Linked DNA regions of Mus musculus: regions 2 and 3 are each linked to region 1. A link is a contact called in public HiCAR-type and promoter capture Hi-C data. All regions are on one chromosome and are shown on one strand. Each heading gives the region's core, a stretch centred on a gene start, on an enhancer-like site or on the middle of the called end of the contact. The rest is flanking DNA. Distances are from core to core; before and after follow the strand shown. Region 1 holds the start of Spdya (speedy/RINGO cell cycle regulator family, member A). Region 2 holds the start of Akain1 (A kinase (PRKA) anchor inhibitor 1). Region 3 holds the start of Slc30a6 (solute carrier family 30 (zinc transporter), member 6).

Region 1 (3,490 bases), core at 970-3,469:
CCAGGGGATTCAATGCCCTTTCCTGGCCTTAGAAGGCAGCAGGAATGCAAGAGGTAGGGGTGTGTGTGTGTGTGTGGTGTAGAAAGGAAGAAAGAAGGGATGGAGAGGGAGAGGAGGAGAGAAGGAAGGAGGGAGGAGAGAGAGGGGGAGGGGGAGAGGGGAGAGAAGAGGAGAGGGGAGAGGAGGAGGGGAGAGAGAGAGGGAGAGGGGAGAGGAGGAGGAGGGAGAGGAGGGGGAGAGGAGAGGAGGGGAGAGGAGAGGGAGAGGGAGAGGGAGGAAAGTATCTTTAGTCTGAGACCAGGCTAGTCACAGCATCTGTAGCCACAGCTGTATCTTCAGTCTGAAACCAGCGTGGACAACATATATCTCAAAGACCAGCATGGACAACTCAAAGCGAAACAAACAGAACTAACCAACAACCAAAATAGATGGAAATTATAATTAGTTCTACAATTATTTGTCTTTTGATTCCTTCATCTGCCTTTCTTCTGGGGGGGGGGGGACGACCCAACAACAAAAAACCAAACAGTCATTAAGTTTCTCAAAAAGGACCAGGGCAGGGCTAGATTCAGAGGTAAGACAGATATATCAGAATGCAGAACACTGTGCTACATTGTCCAGGAGCTAAGTTTTACTCAATGGTAAGTGACTTTTAAACAATGTTTTTATATTGAAACAAAATAAGAAAATGCAAACTTCATGTATCAGATTATTTCATCTAAGACTTGAGAAAACAGGGAAAGGAAATGGCTGAAATTCCCAAATAGAGATTCACTAAAGTTCATAAAGACTGAATCAAAGTTTGTGCAGTTAAGAGCTTACGAAGAAAAACTGCAGCCTGTGTCAAATTCTACTTTGCTGTATTTTTTTTAAATTTAGCTCTTTGTTTAGATGCATCAATGAGTAAGAGTTCTAATGCAAGAGGGAAGAAATAAAGAACAAGTGAAAAAACGATGAGGCATTTCTCAAGAGAAAGAGTGAACGGGGAAATAAGAGAAGCTCGCTGATTGTCTCCAAACAAGACACATTCTGTCCTAAAGGGAAGCTGCTTAAGACGAAGTAACGAAACAAGACTCAGAAAAATAAACAACTCCCAAGAGTCGACAGGCCCCTGTCCAAGGTTCTAAAGCAGTAAGGACGGCAGCTTTCCCAGGGCTTCCCCTGAGCTGGGTGGACTTTTCAGGGACGCAGCTTGAGCCACACAGGCTCTATCTGTCAGTAAGCCCTCTCCCACAGATACCCTTGTAAACCCGGGCTTCACCAAAGCGGACTTGGGTGGAATCCCTACTTTGCTCTGTCACGAATGCCCTGTCTAGGGTGAGCAGATATTGATCGATTTGGACCTCTGAAGGAAAAGTCTCACAACATAAAAGTTAAAGATCCTTCAACTCAGTGGCATGCATTCGACCCAACATTGGGAAAAAAAAAATCACAGCAAAATTCATAAAGACGATGTCCGGGTGTGTGAGGTCTGGGGTTCTGTTTGTCTGGTACATACAGCTGAATTCTGTAAGCATCTGAAGAAACTCTGGCGACAGGATCATATGTATGTGTATGGCTAGTGGTTACTATATATATTACATATGTGTGTGTGTGTATACACACGTATACATACACACACACACACACACACACACACACACATATATATATATTAGAAATAGTTTCTCCGTGTGAGCATCTGACAGTCAATCGCTGACGACAGGGGGCAGGTAGGCAGGAAAACTTTCGTACTTTTGGAGAAAGTGGCTAAAGGTGTCGCGATGAGACGCGACAGCTCAGAACTCCAGCCCGGGAGGACTCGGGCCGGGGGCGTGGGACACGGGACACAGCGGCAGGACTCATCCCTCAGCCCCGTGAAGAGGCCGAGCCTCGCTCCCCACCGCGCACCAACCCCGCGCCACCCGCCGGAGCCGCACTGCCCGGTCTCCCTCCTCTCGCCCCGCACCGCCAGTTCCCGTCCCCGCCTCCGGGATGCCCGGCCCTTGGGGCCGGCGGGGCTGCTCGAGGCCGCGGGGATGTGGGGCTGAGGCGTCCCCGCCTCCTCACGCAGGACTGTGGGAGCGAGAGGGAGGGCACAGGCGACACCCAGAACCCCGCCATCAGGCCCCGGCGGGCGGGCGGGCAGGTGAAGGTACCTGCGCAGGCCGGCGAAGAGCGAGCGGCCCCACAGCCTCCGCCTCAGCGATCTACCTCAGGCGGTTGCGTGCTGGGTCGCTAGCCGCAGGCCGCAAAACCCGCCTAAGAACCTCAAGCGGAGGGCCGGGAGCGCGCGGCCGCGGGAGCCAATCAGAGCACGGGAACCGCCGAGGGCGGGGCCTGCGCTATCGCCCCGCCCCGCCCCTCGCTGACCGGGTCGCCTCCGCCTTCTGCCGTTATTCCGCTCCAGCTCTCTGTATCTTGATGCGGTCGCGCTTTCCCTCGAACGCTGGCTGTGCGGAGCGGTTGAGGAGCCCCGGACAGGACGAGGGGACTGGGCTGCCCTGAAGGACCAGGGCTGCTTGCCGTTCCCCCTCCCTGCCTCTCTGCTCGCGCCTTGGACCTGGGTGCTTCTTCCCTTGTGCACAAGTGTGTAAGAGGAGAAAGAGCCCACGCATGCTAGCTCAAAAGGTGTGAAATAAAGTGGCCTTTAGTGAGCAAAGGGCAACGTTCTTCCATTCACAGCCCTAAATGCTCCTTTTGTCATGCCCGTGCCTTCCTGAGACTCCTGGGATATAGCTGGTGCATAATCAACGCTTGCCAGTCCCACCCCTCCAATTCAGAATCTGCTTTATATATATAGTATGAGAGCACCATACAGTTCTGACTTGTTATCAAACTCAAGTAGACTAGTAACTGAACTGGTAATTAAGACTCTCTGTGGAATTTTGGGTTGGTCCATACATCCAGAGATTAACAGACAACATGAGTTGGGTTGTGGAATCTTCCCCCTTTTAGCTACCTGTACTCAGTGTTTTGTAGAACTTCCTTAAAATGTGACTGAGTAGATAAAACCAAGGTCATGGTAATGTTAATGGCTTAGACAAAAGTGTTACCAGCCCATTAGATCTTCAACCTCTCTCAGGCTATCAATTCACCTATAAAATCTCTAACAAGAAACACTGAGTCAGGAACTTAAGGAAACTGATGCTACGTGATGCTGAAGTACACTGAAAAGGTATGTTTCCATAATAATGTAAAAAATATTCTAAACATACATACAATGAGCCCTTTGAGTAGGAGCTAATTCGACTGTTGTTAAGATCTCAGGTTCAGGGATAGAGAGACAGCTCTATGGTTAAAAGTACTTGCTGCTCAAATTCCTAGCACACATGTGGCAGCTCACAACCACCTGTAACTACAGTTCTAGGGTATCCAACATCATCTTCTGGCCTTTGCTGACATAAGGCACACATGTAGCACACATGCATACATGCAAACAAGACACTCATAAGCATTCAATTTTTAAAAATGAAAATGAGTAAACATCTCAGGTCCATTAGCAAATGGC
Region 2 (3,764 bases), core at 288-2,787, 2.1 Mb after region 1:
GAAAGTGTCGTTCAACCCAAGGGATCGAGACCCACAGGTTGAGAACCACTGCTCTAAGGCACATGTGCACTTGTGGATCCTGTCTCCTTAGCTAACCTCTCGGGGACTCAGGGACTGTCACTGGTCATTGACAGGTGGAGAGCTTCCTCTTCTTTCAGTGAAAAAATGTAAAAACCAGACCCAATTCTTTCCTTTTAGAAATGCTTTCTTTTTCTTCTCCAATGTCTGTTCCCCTGCCCAGGACATTTTCAAACCTGTTTCTCAAATTAAAGACCCCCAAAGCTGACAGAGTGATGCTATGTGTTTCCTACTACCTGCTGTACACTGCCCCTAAAAAGAAGTACAGCCAAAACAAACAAAAACAAGAAGGGGAACTGCGAGAGGGAGTCAGGGCAGGCAAACTGAAAAAGAAGGTTAGAAAGATGAAAGAGAAAAACCAGAGAGAGAGAGAGAGAGAGAGAAACTTTGGACGTAGAAATGTTAACTATAAACGGGTCCACGCTTCATTCAGCCCACCACACACACACACACACACACACACACACACACACACACACCTAGGTCGAGGCCCTAGCAGAAGCACCTGAACGCGCGTGCGCGTGCACAGAGAGAGAGAGAGAGAGAGAGAGAGAGAAAGAGAGAGAGAGAGGGGGGGGAGAGGGAGAGAGAGAGAGAGAGAGGAGAGAGACTGATAAACCCGCCAACCTCAGATAAATTTGACTCTTCAACTTGTAGCCTCCAATCGCAGCAAAAGGACGAAGGTCCTTCGCCACCTGCCAGCAGAAGACGCTGCAAGCGCCCGCGGCGCCGCAGTAGCCTCTCTCCTGCTGCAGTCCCGACAGAGTTTCAGATCCAAATCCATAGGGCTAGCGCTCCTCTTCCCCTCGCCCCGCTCCCCTGCCTTCGACCTCCTCTGGAGGCCCGGAGGAAGGAAGCAGGGCACTTTGCCACTTCTAAGGAAGGGGAGGAGAGGCGGCGACAGAGACTCCCACAGAAGGAGCCCCAAGCCCTGTATCCTTCTCCCCACTCCCCGCCCGCACACCCGCGCAGGTCCGATGCTGGCGAGTGGGCCACTTGCCAAGGTGTCGGTGCTCACTCCGGGTGCCGGGATTCAGGCGGGACTGTGAGACGGAAAGGTTGGGGTTGCAGATGAGGCGGGTGTGGGAGAGGGGCGACCCGGCGGTCTCCACCCCCCGGGCCACTGCAACTCCAAAGCACGCATAGGGACCCCCGTCGTCTTAAAGGCCTTCCCTCCGGGTGCGTTCGCCTCCCGCCCCGCTCCCCGCCTGGACGTCTGCGGAAAAAGAAGATAAAAGAGTACCTGGAGCGAACACCATGACTTCCTTCAGCCGCTACACCCTTGGGTTTCTAGAGGTGGACAGACAGAGGGCGGGAGCCGACGGGGGACCGGGGAACCGCGGGGCCGGGAGCAGACGGGCGCGCAGGGTGCGGGCGGGACGGTCAGCACCTCGGACAGCTCCCTGCGCGCGGTCCCGGGCCGCGGCTCAGCGCTGGGCGCGCGCTGCCTCCACAATGCACCGCTCCGCCGGCGGGAGGAGGAGAGGCAACCCGGCTCAGCTCCTCCTCGGTCCCCGCGCCAGCTTGGCGATTCACCGCCGAAGGAGCAGGGCGCTTCTACCGCTTCCACCGAAGCAGGAAGGACGGAAGGGGAAGCCAGACAGAAAGGTAATTGCCCGGTTTCCCGGCAGGCGCACAACTAATTGCTTCTAACTACCTGCTGTCACTCACCCCCAGGGATGCCGGGCTGACATTTAAGATGAGTTTGTCCCTTTCCCCACATCGCACTAGACTTTACTCCAGAGGCTGAGTTCTTGGAGTGTGGCTGTCTCTGAACAGAGGGAGGAACCACCAAGTTAACCCGTCTTTGCTGTTCACGACTTCTCTGGCTGCCCCAGGCCTCTCAATGTCAGCAAGAGAGCTAAAAGAGAAAAACAGGATGACCTTGCAATGCATGCATGACAAGGGCGCTGCTCGCGGGTCCTGTTCCCCGTGACCACTGGGTCAACTCCCACATTTGCAGGTTCTCAAGGTCATAGCCTGAGAGGAAACGGTGTTAGTCACTGCAAAAAAAAGTACAGATGAGACATGTCTCGGACAAACTCCAACTTCTGCACGGATGAGGAAAAACATCTCTGACATTGATTACATACTTAAGAGCTTGCCCAGATCTGGTTCAGTTGGTATCTGCGCCCTTTACAGTTGGTTCCACCCTGAACAAGGACTTGCTGGATGCTCACTGCAGGCTCCTAACCCGTAGTTCACTTGAAGATATCTGTTCCCTGATTAATGTTGGTGCGGTGTAGGCAACGCTCATTAGATGCCACCAGCTTGCAACACGCGCGTGTGGGTTTCAGTGACAGAGTCAAAAACCACATAAGGATCCCCTTGCCTTGGCTTTTATCCTCCATCTCTGTAGTTGAATGGGGTTGTCCAAAACCAAAGGCAATCAGAGTTTTTGGGCATTCTTCACCTTTTCCTGGAAATAATAGCGCTGTTCTAAAAGCACAGTACTAACAATTTGATTAAAAGCCTTAAGCTCTACCCTGTTTTGGCAAACATAGGCATTTAAATAGCCAGGCTGGCACCGAGTTTGTTCAAAGCCATAATAGGTTGAAAATGTAAATAGTTTCACAAATCTTGAACTACGGTTATCATGGAGGCATCTGGGCAGCTTCAACACAACACAGTCACAAATGCTCTTAGCACCTGGTGTCATAGGAGATGAAACAGATGGGGCCTGCCTCAGCACGATGCAAATCAGCCAATGGGTAGGAAAAATACCCATGCACAAAGGGGTGGAGTCCTCTCATATGCCCAAGATACACCCAAACCCTTGGGAACAAAAACTATCTGCCCCTCTAGTTTCAGCACCGTGGGACACATGAAGCACTATTTGAGATTTGCTTGAATGACTGCCGACTGCTTTAAATAAACACCCCTCCACCACCCTTAATTTTTTACAACTTTGTGTGTTCATGGCCTTTACTCACCGAATGCATAAACAAATATCCACAGGAAAATATCGTGTTAAGAACATCTGAAAACATTCTTAAGGATCAACCAGATGCAAACGCAGGTCCAGCACCTTCCCCATTAACTCACTGTTTAACCTTGGATATGTCACCCTATTTGGCCCATCTCGTCTATACTACAAGAACTGAGGCATCTGCAGGGTTTGCTGTGAGGACCCTCTGAAATATGGATCTCAGTGAATTAAGAAAGAGCAAGGGGTCCTGGTGTGGTGCTGTGTGTCTTTGATCCCAGCACTCAAGAGGCAGAGGCTGATGGACCTCTGTGAGTTTGAGGCCAGTCTGGTCTACACAGTGACTTCCAGGACAGCCAGAGCTACATAGTGAGACTCTGTCTCAGAGAGATAAGGAGAGAGGGAGAGAGGGAGAGAGGGAGAGAGGGAGAGAGGGAGAGAGGGAGAGAGGGAGAGAGGGAGAGAGGGAGAGAGGGAGAGAGGGAGAGAGGGAGAGAGGGAGAGAGGGAGGAAGGAGGAAGGAGGAGGCAGAGGAGGAGGAGGAGGCAGGGAGGGAGAGAGAAAAAGGAGCATGACCCAATTAAACTCACTCCAGAAATCATTGACAAGCTAGGAGGACATTGTGCCCTACAGGAAACAATTAGTAGATCAGTGGATCATAGATATTAATGTGTGTGTGAATTCTGGGGACCAGGCTAAGCTGTAGCCTGTGAGTCAGGAGGGTACAGTAGAACCCGAGAGTCTTCCTTCCTAACGAGTT
Region 3 (3,439 bases), core at 84-2,583, 2.8 Mb before region 1:
AGTATTCACTGCTCTTACAAAGGACACAAGTTCAGTTCCCTGTGCCCACACGGCACTCACAGTTGTCTGTAACTCCACTCCCAGGAGATTCAACACCCTCATTTTACTTCCCCGGGCACCAGACACGTACTTTGTGCACCAAGAAACAGGCAGACAAACATCCATACACAAAATTTAAAAAAAAAAAAAAATCTGGGAACCAGAGAGATGGCTCAGTACTTGAGAACACAGGCTGTTCTTCCAGAGGACCTAAGCTTGACTCCTAGCATCCACATCTGCTCACAGCTCCCTGTAACTCCAGCTCCAGGGATCTAATGTCTCTGGCTTTCTCCCACAGCTGCACCCACGTGCACATAACCACACAATTTAAAAGAATACGGTGAATTCTTTTACAGATCTTCATTAGACATTTTAATATATAATATTTTAATGTTTTGGTTTTTCGTTTTTTTCGAGACAGGGTTTCTCTGTATAGCCCTGGCTGTCCTGGAACTCACTTTGTAGACCAGGCTGGCCTCCAAAGAAGGAAACTTTATGGTGGCAACAGTAAGAACACAAATATGTCATTGTCGTATGTAAGTTACCAGTAAGGGCTCAATGAGTTTTTGTGATCGTTTCAAAGGGCGGTCAGCACTCTGACATCTGAAAACGCAACCACCCGTTCACCTTTACAGAATACTGAGATAATTATGTTTGACTTACGCGTTTTGTTGTTTGGTTTTAGATTATGGGGTTTTTTTGTTTTTTTTTTTCGGGTCAGAGTCTCTATTTAACTCAGGGTGAACTTCGAAGTGCAATCCTCCTGCCTCAGTTTCCTGAGTTGTAGGCCAAAGGCATGTGCCAAAACACTCAGCTTAATAATTAACTCAATAATTTTTAGGAAAAACCTGACATTCCAACAACCATAGCGTATACTAGAACCTTTCCCGAGCTGCTCCACTAACCCTTTCTGTAGCCGCTGCTCAGTGCCGAGCTATTCAAACACTGAAAAGCAAACGAGTGAACACGCCCTAGAAAGCCCCACGCAAGCCTCAAGTCGCTGATGGCGTTCACTTGTTCTCAGAGGAAGCTTTAATTTTAACATTAGGCAAATCTGGCATTTCCCAGCTGTAGAGGCACAGAGCAGGAACCCTTCAAGAACCCGAGCGCTGGGAACCCCAGCGCAGGCCCGACCACGCGGTTCCGAGCAGCTGCGGTACAGCAGGGCGCTCGAGCGAGGAAGCAGGAGGGAAACATCCCGCAAGAATCCCGCACACCCCACGGCCAACTCACCATGGTAAGGAGCCGTACAGCTCCCGCCGGAAGACGCTCTGAGAAGTCGCATTTCTCAAGCGGAAGGGGCGGGCCTTCAGAATCCGATTGGTTGCAGGGCGAGGGGGCGGGACTGCGCATGTACCCTAGGTCGCCGTCTTTTTGTTCTCCGCCGCCTGGGAAGTGGGCGGATTAGAGCTGCTCTGGGCGGGGCTGCTCGCCCAGGGAAAGGGTGGGCATTTATCACCTTGGGAGGAACTTTGAGGTCTGTTCAAAGTCTTCTACCAGAGTGTGAGTTTATTACAGTTTATACTCCTGTTTTAAAAATGAAGAAGCAGGAACATTAAGAAATGTCACAGTAAGGCCGGGCAAGTCTCGCTGATTTCGAGGTCAGGCTCCTCGAGGTAGACTCAGCCTATGTTAAAAATACATTTATCAAATTCCCAACTGTTTCATTAAAAATAATGTCGCAGAAAACGCTTGGCTTAAGAACACAAGGATTCGAGTTAAATCACAAGAACCTACGCCGTCACGATGGCCACACCTGTTTGATCTCAGCACTCAGGAAAGCAGAGGCAGGCATATCCTTAGTGACTCGATTTCAAAAACCCAGGTGAACGTCAACCTTAAGTATAAGGTTGTTCTCTGGCCTCCACGAGCACTTTACTGGTGCACGTCACCGGTCAGGGTGCAGCATCGCCTGCGTACTATTCTAACGCTGGAGGCTGAGGCAGGAAGACTACACTACACAGCAAAACTGTCTCAAAACCAAAACGAACGAGTGAGTGAGTGAGTGAGTGAGTGAGTGAGTGAGTGAATGAATGAATGAATGAATGAATGAAAAGAGGTGATGGCTTTTCCTGACTCCAGTCATCCAAGTGGCTACTGCAGTTTAAGAGGATCTGACACCACCACCAGGTGGTAGAGCCCTTAGGCATGACACACAAGGGTTCAATTGCCTAAACTGGGTGCAAACCTGTAACCCTATAGATTTGGTAGCTGAGGTAGAAATATTCAGTTCAAGCATACTTGGGGTTTAGAGTAGGTCACTGTCAGCCTCCCCAGTTAGTGAGAGCATCTCAAATTTAAGGAAAAAATAAGCACTTGTAGCTGGAGTCCACTGTTTTGTATATGGTGCCTGTCTTGGGAAGCTGTGGCAGGACACTGAATTCAAGTCACACTTCACTACGTAAAGTACCAAAAAGACAGAACAATAAGAGAGGGATTTCTTAGGGAGAATACTTTCGGGGGTGGGGGGTGGGGGAGAAGGAAGGGTGAGACAAGGACTAAAATTTATTATATACCAGGAAACTGTCCAAGAATAAAATATTTTTAAAAATCTGAAGCATGCCTTAAGTCTTATATGTTTCATAAGCTAGTGTGGAACTCAGAATAGCTGACTTTGAACTGAAAATACTTGGCTTTATCCCATAACAGAGTTTTAAATCTCTACAGTTTCTTTCTTGCACAGTCATTGTAGCCTATAAAGATTGTATTTGCAGATCTTATCTTCTAGGCACTGATCTTAGTGAAATTGTATCCTAGTAAGAGACACATGCAAGAAGAAAAAAAATTCAGTTATTTGTAAGTAGAATGTCAAAACTAAGGTAATGTGCTAGGTATGGTGGATCATGCCTTTAGTCCTAGTAGCTAGAGGCAGAGGCAAGCAGAATTCTGTGAGGTCCAGGCCAGCCAGAACTTCACAGTGATACCCTGTTTTTTAAAAAGAAGTGGGGGGAGTTATGTTATAAATATTGACAGGGTAGATAATTCATAGTGGTCAGAGTTTTGTAAAAATATTTTATTTGTGTGTTCAGGTGTCTGAAGCGGCCGGAAGATGGCATTAGAATGCCTTGGAGCTGAAGTTAAAAGGCTTTTGTAAATCACCAAATATGGGTGCTGGGATTCAAACTCAGTCCTCAGGATTGAGCAGGAAACACTCTTACCCACGGAGTCATCTCTCCAGTCCCTCAGAAAAGCTTCTACAAGGTGAGCGTCATTTCTGAGTTATAAGTATTCTTGGAAATACCGCTTTCCAGGCAGAATAAACTAAAGAAAATATCTCATTGGAATGGTGTATTTTGAACTGGTTGGTTACCACATCCCTTTAATCCCAGCACTTGGGAGGCAAAGGCAGGAGGGTTTCTGAGTTTGAGGCAGGCCTGATTTACAAGATTCCAAGGATAGC

Evidence for each region. Promoter capture Hi-C pulls out the DNA fragments that hold promoters and counts their contacts. HiCAR-type assays count read pairs that join an accessible place to other places.
Region 2: a promoter capture Hi-C map of frontonasal cranial neural crest shows a contact between it and region 1. The contact joins the promoter of Akain1 here to the promoter of Spdya in region 1. A contact is called at or near these places in 2 of 39 promoter capture datasets (cranial neural crest and frontonasal cranial neural crest).
Region 3: a contact with region 1 is called in a HiCAR-type map of astrocytes, with 7 times the contacts expected there. The contact joins the promoter of Slc30a6 here to the promoter of Spdya in region 1. A contact is called at or near these places in 1 of 39 promoter capture datasets (embryonic stem cells) and 1 of 115 datasets of contacts at active chromatin or transcription factors (astrocytes).

What each region holds. Positions count from the first base shown.
Region 1 is chr17:71,550,790-71,554,279 of GRCm38.p6, reverse strand. It overlaps Spdya (speedy/RINGO cell cycle regulator family, member A), which reads right to left and starts at 2,219. Exons shown (of 7, transcript NM_029254.1): 1 at 2,139-2,219.
Region 2 is chr17:69,437,099-69,440,862 of GRCm38.p6, reverse strand. It overlaps Akain1 (A kinase (PRKA) anchor inhibitor 1), which reads right to left and starts at 1,537. Exons shown (of 2, transcript NM_001145192.1): 1 at 1,322-1,537. The coding sequence starts at 1,337. A930029G22Rik (a long non-coding RNA gene) reads left to right here and starts at 623. Exons shown (of 2, transcript XR_003952217.1): 1 at 623-1,686.
Region 3 is chr17:74,393,502-74,396,940 of GRCm38.p6, reverse strand. Slc30a6 (solute carrier family 30 (zinc transporter), member 6) reads right to left here and starts at 1,333. Exons shown (of 14, transcript NM_144798.6): 1 at 1,273-1,333. The coding sequence starts at 1,275.